Linked DNA regions of Gossypium raimondii: region 1 is linked to region 2. The links are chromatin contacts, called in public Hi-C maps. All regions are on one chromosome and are shown on one strand. Each heading gives the region's core, a stretch centred on a gene start, on an enhancer-like site or on the middle of the called end of the contact. The rest is flanking DNA. Distances are from core to core; before and after follow the strand shown.

Region 1 (6,251 bases), core at 3,713-6,212, 160 kb before region 2:
TCAAAATCCAAGTCGACCCCGTTTTATCAAAAAAATAGTGTCAACAAGTGTGTTACCTTCATAGGATACCCGTCTCTTTGGGATAAATCCACTTTCTCAATATAATCCTATTTTATCTCATGGTAACTATTACATCTTTCTTAATGAAAAGTCAATTACTATCAAATAGTAATGAAGTCATTCATCACAAAGACAAACTATTCATGACCATGTTTACTTTTCATCTATCATGTAATGTCAATGAGAGGATATATTTACTCGTGTCTTAGGCTATGAATTCCATTATTGTGAATAACTCTACATACTATAAAAGTTATATACCCAACACACCAACTTTTCGTTCCTTATCTATATGAATTCAGGCTTTTACTTACATCAAAGTATACAAATCACGCATACATATTCCGTCATCCACTCAGGATTAAGGTATGACACACTATGAACGTCACAAGTGAATAAATCCAAAAATAGATTCAGGATCTATTCTCCTTAGGTCTAGTCTGATGACCTGTCAGTCCAGTCAGTTACATCTATGTCTCTATCTTTTGAGAGTCATCCGCTTCGATGCCCAAGACAAAACATCTCCCCAATTGAACTTGATAGACGACATATCAATTTCCAATCGATTTGCTCATTTTTTATTAGACTAATGACATGTTTAGGTTTGTCTACTAATATAAGTTGTCTTTCTATATTACAATCAATGAGCCAATATTTGCTTGTATTTCGCTTTGCATGCAAAAACCACATGAGGACATTATACAAAGTATATTAATGTAATCCATTAATTATTTTATTAACCAACTTGTTCCAAAAAAATTATAAGTTTACAAACGAATATACTACACTTAGGACACCAGACCTAACACTAGAGCAAGGCAAAATATATTTAGTTTTGATGTACTTCTGTCTCAAAACAAATGCCACTTGTCTCGAGACCTAGGAACAATTTTCTCGAGAGTATATAGATACGTCTTCGGACCTCAAGCTCTTGAATGCAAAAATTAAGTGAAATTTTTTTATGGTCTTAAGTTATGTTCTTTCTGTCTCGAGACAGGTTTCGAGACTCAATGACCAAATGGTCAAAATTCTGCATTTTTAAGTATTCAAAGCCTTAACCGAATGAACCTAAACATACCTAAAACTTACCACAAAACATATTCATTGAATTAATATATCTAAATATGTTCAAACATTACCAAATCATAACCTTCAATACATCATTACTAAACCAACTAATTTGCACATTCAAATTCACATAACCAATCATAATTAACATGTATTCAAGAAATAAAATTCATCCAATATAACAATATAAGTCACTCACCAAAAGTGCCAGAACTGCTTGACCACGTAACATAGCTTTTATTTGAAACCTATGCACAAAAACAAACAAATTTGTACGCTGAGAAATGGTTACTCAGCGGTGCTAACATAATTGGAATTCAACTATAAACATAACAAAATCTAATAAACATAAGTATCGAGATAACTTCAATTAACAAATCAACCATTTTTCATTAACATCAAGGGTACATATATACCAACAGATTATTTATCATTTCATCTTATTCACATAAATACTTTATTCAATTTCTCGATATAATTTCAGATACACTCTTAAGGCATTTGCATATAAATTCAATATATGTTCAAAATACGATTTTTACATTTTAATCCCTATTAACCAAATCGGATACAAGAATGAATACATGGATCAATTCACCATCACACCAAATATGCATTGAAGTGCTAATCGGACATAAATGCTCTTATCCAACTAGCCATACCAAAATATGCTTGTACCCCAAGGTATTTGAGTTGGTGATATATTCTCGACCCCCAGGGCATTAAAGAACTATCTAAATATGTATGCACATAATGTTGAATCTCCCACCTATCAATATAAACCTTATGACATGCGAGCTATACCTGTGACTTTATCTGAAAACGTTAATAGGAGGAATTCCATTATTAATCATCACATAATATATAAAGAAAGCATATATATATATATATATATATATATATATATATACAAATCACATACCAATGATCATAATTACAAAATCGGTATATATGCATCTTTCAAATAAAACCATATTGATAGTTTACTATTTTCAATCATTTGACAATTCAAGCATATACATTTATTTATTTATTTAACGAACTCGAATTATGAGAGCACAAACCATATTAGCCATTCGTTAATGGTTTTGGATTTCCCTTTATCCTGTGATGGTCCTACGTCAATTTTAGTTATGAAATTAAATCTGAATACAAAAAAATTCATTAATCACACAATTCAAATACAAACCAACGTGAATGCATTTTATTTGATTTAGTCCTCGGATTCCTAATGTCCAAAACGTTCGTATCTCACAATTTACCCGATCGAATTTAAAAATAACTTTATTAATATAGTATAGGGAACTCATGATACTATTATTTACTATGCAACCTCAAACTTCCTGTCTTTTACTATTAAGGAATCAACTAAATTACCTAAATGAAAGTTACACTAAAATCAATAATCTCTTATCACATTTTTAACTCATTCCCGTCATGATTTCAGCTAAACTCAAACATGCATGTAATTAAAGTCTAGACATTCAAGATACTCAAAACTTTCCACGATTAAAAATTGATTACTTAACGATTCTACATCTTGGGCTCTCATTAACTAGTATTAATTATCCATAATTCAACTTTCTAATTTCTTTGTTGTTTGCTACGAAAATGAAAAAAAGAAAATAACAAAGTTTTTCTTTGGGTTGGATGGTAAAGGGAACAAGAGAATGAGAATGAAGCTAAGACGTTTTTACTCTTCTCTCTCCCACTTTATTAAATTAATCTATTAACTTAATTAATTAAAATTATTAAACCAAAATCAATGATTATCAAGCAATAATCAGAACAATGGTGGGATCCAACGGTTTCATCCATTCCAAGCGACTAACCTTTATTTAATGATGGTAGAATTGCTAATTAATTACCAGTGGAAGACCTATTAAGCTCTAAACTAATTTTCATTTATTTTAGTCTCTGTATTACTTTTACTAACTGATTTAATTCAATAAAACTTAATAATTCAACCTTCCCCATCCATACTCAACACGTAATTAACCTATTTGAGTTATTTACTAACTCAACTCAATTTATCCAATCTAAAACTAAATTTTTACGACACCGCTGAAATCTGAATCATTACACCTTGTCCCTTCCTTAATCTCAAGGAAGTTTAATGATCAAAACCCTAAATTAAACTCGACACCCATAAATATAAAGATACTACCATAAAAAATATTCTGAAAAATAACTTTTTTTAAATACTTATTGTAGGAATTTTTTTTTCAAAATATTCAAAATTAAAAAAAACATCTCTTTTTATTTCTCAAATTGTGCAATTTTTAAATATTAAACAACCTCAACACTAATTGATGTTGAGGTTCATGTGGTTAATTTTACCCTAACCTCGTATTTATATGTATCGAGGTCAGGGTTGTTTACCAAAAAATTTGAGAGAATTTGATTTCCACAATTTGGGACATGATGAGATGATGTTATATGATTTCAACACTTACAGGTGTTGAGGTTAAGCTTTTTTTTCAAAGATATTTTGACTTGTAGTACCTAACATTTACTGTCAAGATTAGGGGTGATTTTGATTTAGGTCAATCAAGTTTTTAAAATTTTCTAAACCATCCATCATAATTTGTTTCAGTTCGATTTGGTTCTCAATTTTTTTATATTAATTTATTATTTTAATGTTTAGACTTATTTTGATAAAATGAGTTTTGTTTGATGGTTTTGAATATTATTTAAAAAATTAGATATTTTTCATAAATATTTCTTAAAAACAATAATTTTTAAAAACTTTTAAATTATTAACTATTTTAAATATAAAATATTTATTTTATATCATAAAAATTAAAAATAATTATATATAAATAAAAATAAAATTCAATTTAATTTCAAGTAATCGTAATTTTTAACTTACTTTTCATAAACTGTCTAAATATCTCAATTTGAATTGATTTTATTCTTAGCCCTAGTGAGGTTAAGCTTCATCTTTATTGTTCTTCCCTATACTCCTGAAATTTGGACTCTAAAATTAAATTGAACCTTCATTTACAAAAAATAAATATCCATTTACTGTTTAAACTATACCTTATCTCACAATGTAGCATATCTATATTCATGATATAGTCATGTTTGCATTATCTTTTCATGAACACTATCATATGTTATTTTCTAACATAGTTTATTTTTTTCCCTTGGAAGTTTTCTAACAAGCTAATGGCCCAATCATAAATGTTGCTTAAACAAGAAGACAAATATTTGAATGAGATGATGAAGAGATTCTACTGTGGATGTCAAAGCACTTGGATGGTTAGAAGAAGTTGCAGAATACTTGGGTTGGTCCATGAACCATTGCATAAGGGATAGGGAAGGAAGCAAAAGGAGAAGTTAGTGCAGAGGCAATCGACAATGGTCCCCTATTTTGTGGACGGTCCCGATCGGAGAAAAGAACAAAAAGAGTGGACTTTTAGCTCACTGCCAAAAAGGAGTCAGAGGAGAAAAAGGTGTTTCTTCGGGAAAGGACATTCACAGCCTTTAATCTGGGCCCAGCAATTGACCCCCAAAGCCCATCCCCTGTCTTCATCACTCCCCCAAAAGACAAAATCCACATTCATCTTTCATATTTCATCATCCCAAATGCTCAAAATAATAATAAGATATATATGTTCTAATATTTTTACCAAGCTCAACCTAGTGAATTTGATAGTTTTTCCCAGTGATTTTTTTCTTTCAGAAAAAGAAAAAACAACTGGCGTCTGACAGTAATGCAGTGGGCAGCTGCATTTATAATAGGGCCAGTCTTTAGAACCGGCAGATCACGCCGTCAAACCAGATGAGTATAGTACCCTTAGCAATTCACAGTCTCTAAGCCCCACGTCAAATAGTACCCTTCATCAACTCCGTCCCGAGTAAACGTTTCAGTCGTTCTTCCTGCTGCCATGGGGACCCTCCCTCCCTCCCTCCCTCATGTTTGACTCACAGAGCTGACAAGCTTTAAAAACTAGTAAATTCAACGTTAACCCTTTCTGTGTTCTACCATTTTTCAATTCCATGTAGTGTACGATGCGAACCATGGGCCATACAGTATTGCCGTGTCTTTAGCGGTTTCATGCAATCCAGACTCCCCTCCTTTTACACACTCTCTCCCTGACTTTTTCAGAATTCAGATTTTGTATTTGTTTATTTCATATCCAACATTTGATGCTTTGGGAACTACGATCCTCTTAGCGATCCACTATACAGTACAACTCTATTTAACGTAGTGAGCTACTGATAGTAAAGCCTTCACCTCTCTCTGATCGCAGGAAAAGAGAAGAACACTGAAATGAGAAGCTTTTACAGTTATCTTCTCTGTGTTTTCTCGAGTCTTCTACTACCCTTCTCAGCCATCGTCTATGGTTCCAGTGATCTTGAAGTTCTGTTGCTGCTCAAGTCTTCAATGATTGGACCCAAAGGTTCGGGACTCGAGAACTGGGAATTCTCTTCATCTCCATCAGCACATTGCCGTTTCTCTGGTGTTCAATGCGATGAGGATTTCAGTGTTGTTGCTCTGAACGTGTCGTTTGCTCCTCTCTTTGGCACCATTCCTCCTGAAATTGGGCTTCTCAACAAGCTCGTCAACCTCACTATTTCTTCCGATAGTCTTACGGGGAGGATTCCGGTGGAGATGGGTAATTTGACTTCTCTTAAGATATTCAACATCTCCAACAATGTTTTCCAAGGCAGTTTCCCTGGAGAAATCTTTGCAGGCATGACTCACCTCGAGATTCTCGATGCTTATAACAATAACTTCACGGGTGTTCTTCCCATTGAGGTCGTCAATCTTAAATATCTCAAGCATTTATCTTTCGGAGGAAACTTTTTTATGGGAGAGATACCGGAGGAGTACTCTGAAATCCAGAGCTTGGAATATTTGGGTCTTAATGGCATCGGTTTAACAGGGAAAACTCCTTCCTTTTTGGCTCGTTTAACAAACCTCAAATACTTGGTAATCGGATACTTCAACGCCTACGATGGAGGCATTCCACCTGAGTATGGGTCATTGAGTCAACTCGAACTTCTCGACATGGCAAGCTGTAACATAACCGGTGAGATTCCTTCGAGTTTGAGCAATTTGAAACACTTGCACTCGTTGTTCCTTCAACTCAACCGTCTCACCGGGCGTATCC
Region 2 (6,790 bases), core at 1,334-3,833:
TTCCTCATTCCCAAGTGCATTATCTAGTCTCTCAAAGAGCCTACCTCCGTGCCAAGTAAAAGGGGAACCCTAAAACCCAAATCGTGAAGCTTGGTTGTACCAACAAAAGCACCAAATTGAGAGCATCTCCTACCAGGCAAAAGACCACCCTCTTTCTCGTTATGTGATAAGATTGCAATGAAATCCCCGATAGCCACCCAAGGAAAATTTCCCACAGGAATAGCTAAATTAGCATCTTTCCATATAGGGGTGAGCATTCGATCGAATCGAATCGAATCGAATCAAAAATTTTCGAGTTAATCGAGTTTTCAAATCTCATTTTATAATCCTAACTTTATTTGAAGTTTTCTCGAATCGAGTCGAGTGAGATGGAATTCGAATCGAATCGAATATATTTGTTAGAGTTAAATTTTAAAAAAATAATTTTGGGTCCTTATAACCGTTGTCACCCATCGTAATAAAATTTGTCTACCTTAATCAAATTTTTTATTAACTTTCATCACCTCATAATTTATTTATTAATTTTTATATCTTGATTAGTTTATTAAACTTGCTTAGTTGTTTCAATTATCTTGATTCTTGTCACTATGTATTTTGGAATTAAAAATATATTAAATGTAAAAATATGATTTTTAATAAAAGTTATTTCAAAGATAAAATGTGAAATTGATACCAATATAAAATTTTAACACGAATATTTTATGGCATAATTAATAATTCAATTTTAATATAAATATTCAATGTGACTAAACAATTCAATAATATAAATAATATAAAATGTGAAATTTAATTTAATAATATAAATAGTAAATATAAATAAAATTATTACTATTTATGTTTAGTGATTTTTTGGATAATTTTATTTTTTATTTGAGAGTAAAGAGTGAGAAGTAAAAGTTTAGGGAAAATAAAAGTTTTGGGAATAAAAGTTTGAGGAAAGTAAATAGGGGAGTAAAATTTTGGAGGAAAATATTTAAAAAAATTGGAGGGAGGGTTTGGGGTAGATGGGAGGTGGGAGGTGGGATGGAAAGGAATAAAAGTTTTAGGGAAAAGTGGGAAGGAGTAAAATTTTGAGAGAAAATAAAAGGTTTTGAGGGTTTTTGGGAGTAAAATTTTGAGAAAAAGTAAATGAGAGAGTAAAATTTTGGTGGGAAATGTATTTTGGGTAGATTGGGGGGTTAGGAGGGGAGGGGAGTAAAAGTTCTAGGGGGAAAGTGGGAAGGAGAAAAAGTTTTAAGGGAAAAGTAAAAAGGTTTGGGAGTTTAAGGTAAAACTGTCAAATATTATAGTTTGATATTCGAATTATTCGAATTATTCGAGTTATTCGAATTCGAAAACTTAACTCGATTCGAACTCGAAATTCGAAAAAAAAATTCGAGTTGATTCGAATAACTCGATTCGTTTAACTCGAAATTCGAATTTTTTTCGATTTTTTCGAGTCTAATCGAGTTTTGCTCACCCCTATTTCCATAGATCCTCACGCTTTTGTCGATTTGGGCTCCTATGCACAAAAGAGATAAAAAAAAAACAGCATCGAAGAAGAAATAAACCAAACTCGTGAAAGAATAAATTGTAGGTGATTATGAACCACCTCAACCTGAACTGAATTTTTTCAACAATCCATATACCCCCAGAGTAGCCAATTGCTTCTACGTGATGAAAGTACTGGAAACCCAACTGTGCAATAATTTTGTCTGCTTTGGTGCCACTAACTTTGGGTTCAAGCAAACTAATGATATCTTACTTGTATTTCATATTATATTCTCGAAAAACACAAAAAAAAATCTGGCACTAGCACAACTCTGACAATTCCAAGAAAAAATTGAAAATTCATGAAAAATAAAAATAAAAGTAGGGTCATACCATTACTGTCAATAATCATCAGCACCATCTAAATTGGAAGCTGCCTCATTTTGCACCCCATTTCCAGTCTCATTCACCATTGGGGACAAAATAAGATTAACCACCGCCTCCATAGATTCACCTAGAGGAATACGAGAATTTCCAATAGATTTGAAACGACTTCTACGTCCCCTTAAAGAATTGTTTAATTTTTAGCCTCCCCAACCAAAACCAACCTTGCTACTATTTTTTCTTTCTATATTCCTTAAGCTACCCGCTTCCAAGGCCTCAAATTTTCGTCCCACAGCATGTTCACGAGACTTTGAGTGCAAATTTTCTTTGAAAATTACAGCAGAGTGTTTATCAGGATCTAAAATGCCATCGGTAAGTTGAACTCCAACCCCCCACAGTACCTTCGAAAGTTGGATTAAAATGCGCTTTAATTCCATCAAATTCCATGGCCTGAATATTTTGTTCCATTCCCGATGCAATCTCACTTGTGGTGGAAAAAGCAGGAAAATTTTCAGAATTAACATATTTAGCAACAATAGTTGATTGAACCTGGATATGTTCTTCTTGGGTCGACGCATGATGGATTTGCCCAGCTCTTTCAGACAGTGGATTCGCATCTTGAAAGGTTTGCTTCCCCAAAGGCAAATTATTTGAACCGCTCCCAGTATCCGTCAGCTGAATTGGGCCCTTCAATGCTTTATCAGCCCAACTGGCCTTACTGAATTGGGACCTTTGAGCGCTGTTTCCTTATTATTAATCTGGGCCTGAGCAGGATTGAAATCTTGGAGCGTGGGTTCTGTCATCACGCTATTGATTTTTTGTTGAAAATAATTTCCTCCATTCGAATTAGAAGTGGGCACACTTATTGGCCCAGCATTTAAGCCAATGGACAACCCATTTCCAGCTTTCAAGGACCCACGTTGATCTTTTCCAACCCTGGCCTGGCTCGCAGCTCTTGAAAAAATATGCTCATTTTTCAGCCCATAATTATGGGAATTATCCCTGCTAACCCCATCTTTAATCTTTAAAAACTCCCTCTTTTAAAGATAACCCCCGAAAAATCTGCACCGATCTCCCCATTTTCAATGCTCTCTGATTGTACTAAAGATAGGGCATTAAATCGAGATCCTTCTCCATTTTTGCCCTGAATTTTCGCAGCCAAAGAAGCATTAGAGCCTTGATTTCGCCGTGATTTTCTCTCGACAAGCATCCATGGTCTGAAGTATTCCGACGCCTCCACTGATTTTTCCTTCTCTGGAGCGACCGCCGTTGAACCCTCTTTACTCTCGCCGCGACCCTTCTCCGGCCCATTGGAAGGACAGAGGTCACGCACATGTCCATACCTGTCACGTGAGAAATATACAGCGGGAAAATTTCATATTCAATTCTCTATTGCTTACCGTTCATCGGGATTTGAGAAATTAAGGGTTTGTCCAAGTTGACAAAAATTGAGGGGATTAAATTCTGGTGTCCATGGTTGAACCGTGAGGTATTGGCAGAAAATCACCCATGGACCCTAAGTTAGAACCTTTTCGTAGTCCTCCCTGCCTTGAAATTTAACCAAGAAGTATCTGTTTTCAACACCCATAAGCTGAAACGAGAGTGATGGTTTCCATAGATTGAGTATTCTGTTATGAAGGGTGCGATATGCCAGGTTCCTTCCTAGTAATTTCACAACTGCTATAGTTGCCATACCCTTTACCAATAGTTGCTTTATCCTTTCGGAAATTTTTATCGTTGGTATACCATTCACCGTAGTCTTCATGATATCTCACTCCTGGAAATTCAATTCTACTTCGTCTGTAGAAGCAGGCAAAGTTTTCCCCAACATCTTGTCCTTCCAGGATGGTACTGGTGTAGGGATTAGATCCACTACCATCTCACAGCTTGTATCCGTATCGACATCCTTAAATCGCACCTTTTGGTGTTTCGATCTTCATTCGAGATAAGATCACCATCGTCACCGACCAAGTTTTTCGACATAGTTTGCAAGAAGATAAAACAAAACAATATTAGGTATAACTAATACGGGTTTTTTACAAAAATATTATAAAAAAATAAAAATTTACCAAAATATTTTAACTTTTTTTATTTACGAAATTTTTTATTTATCAAAATATATCAAAAAACAAAAAAATCGGTGATGTGACGGTTTCTTGGTCACGCCAATGGGATTAAGCGGCACCAAAGGTGCCAAAACCATTAAGCGGCACCAATGGTGCCAATGCCATTAAGCGGCACCAATGGTGCCATACTAATTAATGGCACTACTCGTATTATAAATCGACCTCTGTCCAAATTGAAGAGAAAAATCAAAAGAAAAAAAAGAAGAAGAAGAGTTGTTGCGGAAAAGAAGAAAAAGAGAGAAAAGAGGAAAAAAGAAGGTATCTTTTTAAAAATAATTGATTATATTGTTGTTATTATTTTGTATATTTTGTAATATTTTTGTTTTAATTTAGTTATTAAGATTAATAAAACTCAAAATAATAGTATTAGTTAGTATTATTATTATTATTATTATTATTATTATTATTATTGTTGTTGTTGTTGTTGTTGTTGTTGTTGTTGTTGTTGTTGTTAGTATTAAGATGTTATTAATGTATTAAGATGTAACTTAGTAATATTATTGTTAGCAAAAAACTAGTATTATTATTATGGTTACTTATTATTTTTATTTACTGAAAATAAACTAGTTAGTAAAAACTAGTATTATTATTATAGTTAGTTAGTTAGTTATTATTTTAGTAAAATTAATAATTTTAGTATGTATTATTTTGAGTATAAAATTATTAATATTATTTTGAGTATAAAATTAATAATTTAAGGGTGTATTATTTTGTGTATTATTTTGAGTATAAATTTTTTAAGTAATTTAGTTACCGTTAGAAATTTTTATGAGATTTTGTTTTTTAACAGATTAAATATTGAATATGGATGCCAAGTTTCTTGTATGCGTTTATTTCGATGGAGTCATATTGACAACAAGTGTTGGATATGTATTTGAATGTCGGCAACAAATAGCAATGAGATTTAATAGAAATGTATCGTTCGATGAAATGAAGGTAAGAATTAATGCAAAAATCCATAGGCGTTGTGGGAGAAAGATATCAAAATTTTCTACAAGTTTCGGTTTAAACAAATCCGGTCAAATTAAATGAAATGGAACTTGTAAACGACGAAAGACGATGGAGACAATGGCCGATCTCTCTGTGGGAATGGGAGTGAGAAGAATGCACCGATTCACTTATTTGTTTGAGTTAGTCGGTGTGGAGCAAAATGCATCGATAAAGAAGGCGAATTTGAAAAACCACGGATGGTGGCTCCAATATCATCGTTGATAGTGAATCAACTATGGGTGGGATGGGTATCGACCTGAATATTACCCCCGATTTTGACATGGTTGGTGGTGAAGAAGAAGGTGCCGGCGAAGAAGAAGAAGCCGGCGATCATTGGGATGAAGAGGTCGATAGTGACGCTGATCCCGATGTGGACGATGTACCTGATGATATTGACGCTGAAGATGTCAACAACGATGAAGGCGTTAACGCTTCTTCGGTCAGGGAGCAGATGCGGCGTATTGTGATAAACAATAATCCTGGGCCACACATGTCGCTCATAGACCCTGACGCAGCGTATGTATCTGAGTTTCCGGAGTACCCTGAAATAGTTCATTCTCACGAGCTGGTCGTAACATCTGATGATGATGAGTTATTCATAGGCGAGAGATTCAGCTGTAAAGAAGAGTGCGTATATGTCATTAAGCGTGCAACATGAAGATATCGGTGGATTATAAAGTCTCCGTGTCTACTCCGACAATATATGTTGGGGAGTGTTGGAAGGCAGCGGAAGGCTACAATTGGCGGGTACGAGCTGCATTCATTAGAAGTTCTCAAATGTGGGAGATACGAAAATTTGTTGGTCCTCAAACATGCACATCAACACGTATGGCAGAAGATCATGGAAAACTTGATTCGAAAACTATTTGTACGTATATCATGCCAATGGTGAAGGACATGCCGACCATTAAAGTTTCAGTACTCATTGCAGAAATGCAAGCACGATTCCAGTATCGAGTCTCATATCGGAAGGCATGGATAGCTAAACAGATGGCGATAGAGCAACTGTATGGGGATTACGATTCGTTGTATAACAAGCTTCAAGGTTGGATAGTCGCTATGCGAGAATGCGTATCGGGGCGTGATTGAGTTGCGAACAAGTCCATATTACGGCCGGATGACCGATTCTGACCGACAAAAGGATTTTCCATCGGATGTTCTGGACGTTCGATCCATGTGTGCAGGCATTTCCCCACTGCAAGCCACTTGTGCAGGTGGATGGGACCCGGCAAAGAATGATCCGACTTGAGAGTGACATGGAAGGGCAGACAAACACATCTTTCTGACAATGGTTGCGCACAATGGAGCCGTGGTAGTGGGCTCAAAGTTTTGACGAGGGCTTTCATTATGGCCACATGACCACAAACTTAGTCGAGGGGATCAACGCTGTCTTGTTGAAAACACGTCATCTTCCGATTGCATCGGTATTCTCTGCTACTTTCTACAAGCTGGCTACTTTGATGCCAAGAATGGGTCAGCAGCAAGTCGACCAGATTCAGGTGGGACATGTGTTTGTCGAACATGTCCGGGATGCAATGGTCGTAAACTGTCGGTTGGCGAGGTCAATGAACGTGGAAATATATTCACGACGACTGTAAACGTTTTGAGTTACTGAGAACATCGGTCGTTGACCTAGGTCCTACAGAGTTGATCTCCGGAATAGACGGTGCGAGTGCAGGAAGTTTGAAACACTTCATTATCCCTGTGCGCATGTCGTCGCAGCGTGTGCTAAAGTCAACCTTGATGCTGAACAATATGTCGATGATGTGTACACGCTAGAGCGCACATTGCGTGTCTGGGAGAATGAGTTCCCCGTCCTG

The links. A called contact is a pair of places that touch in the nucleus more often than the background predicts.
Region 1: a Hi-C map of leaf shows a contact between it and region 2, with 2.3 times the contacts expected there. The contact joins the promoter of LOC105793826 here to the enhancer-like site in region 2. A contact is called at or near these places in 2 of 2 Hi-C or Micro-C datasets (both in leaf).

The regions. Positions count from the first base shown.
Region 1 is chr3:20,558,597-20,564,847 of ASM2569854v1, reverse strand. LOC105793826 (receptor protein kinase CLAVATA1) reads left to right here and starts at 4,962. Exons shown (of 2, transcript XM_012622684.2): 1 at 4,962-6,251. The coding sequence starts at 5,408.
Region 2 is chr3:20,400,559-20,407,348 of ASM2569854v1, reverse strand. No RefSeq gene overlaps it. Among protein-coding and RNA genes, the nearest start is that of LOC105793824, 26 kb to the right of the region's middle. Within about 2 kb of position 2,583, the one cell type or tissue checked has open chromatin away from gene starts, as enhancers often do. A contact at or near this core is called in leaf, where this site is marked.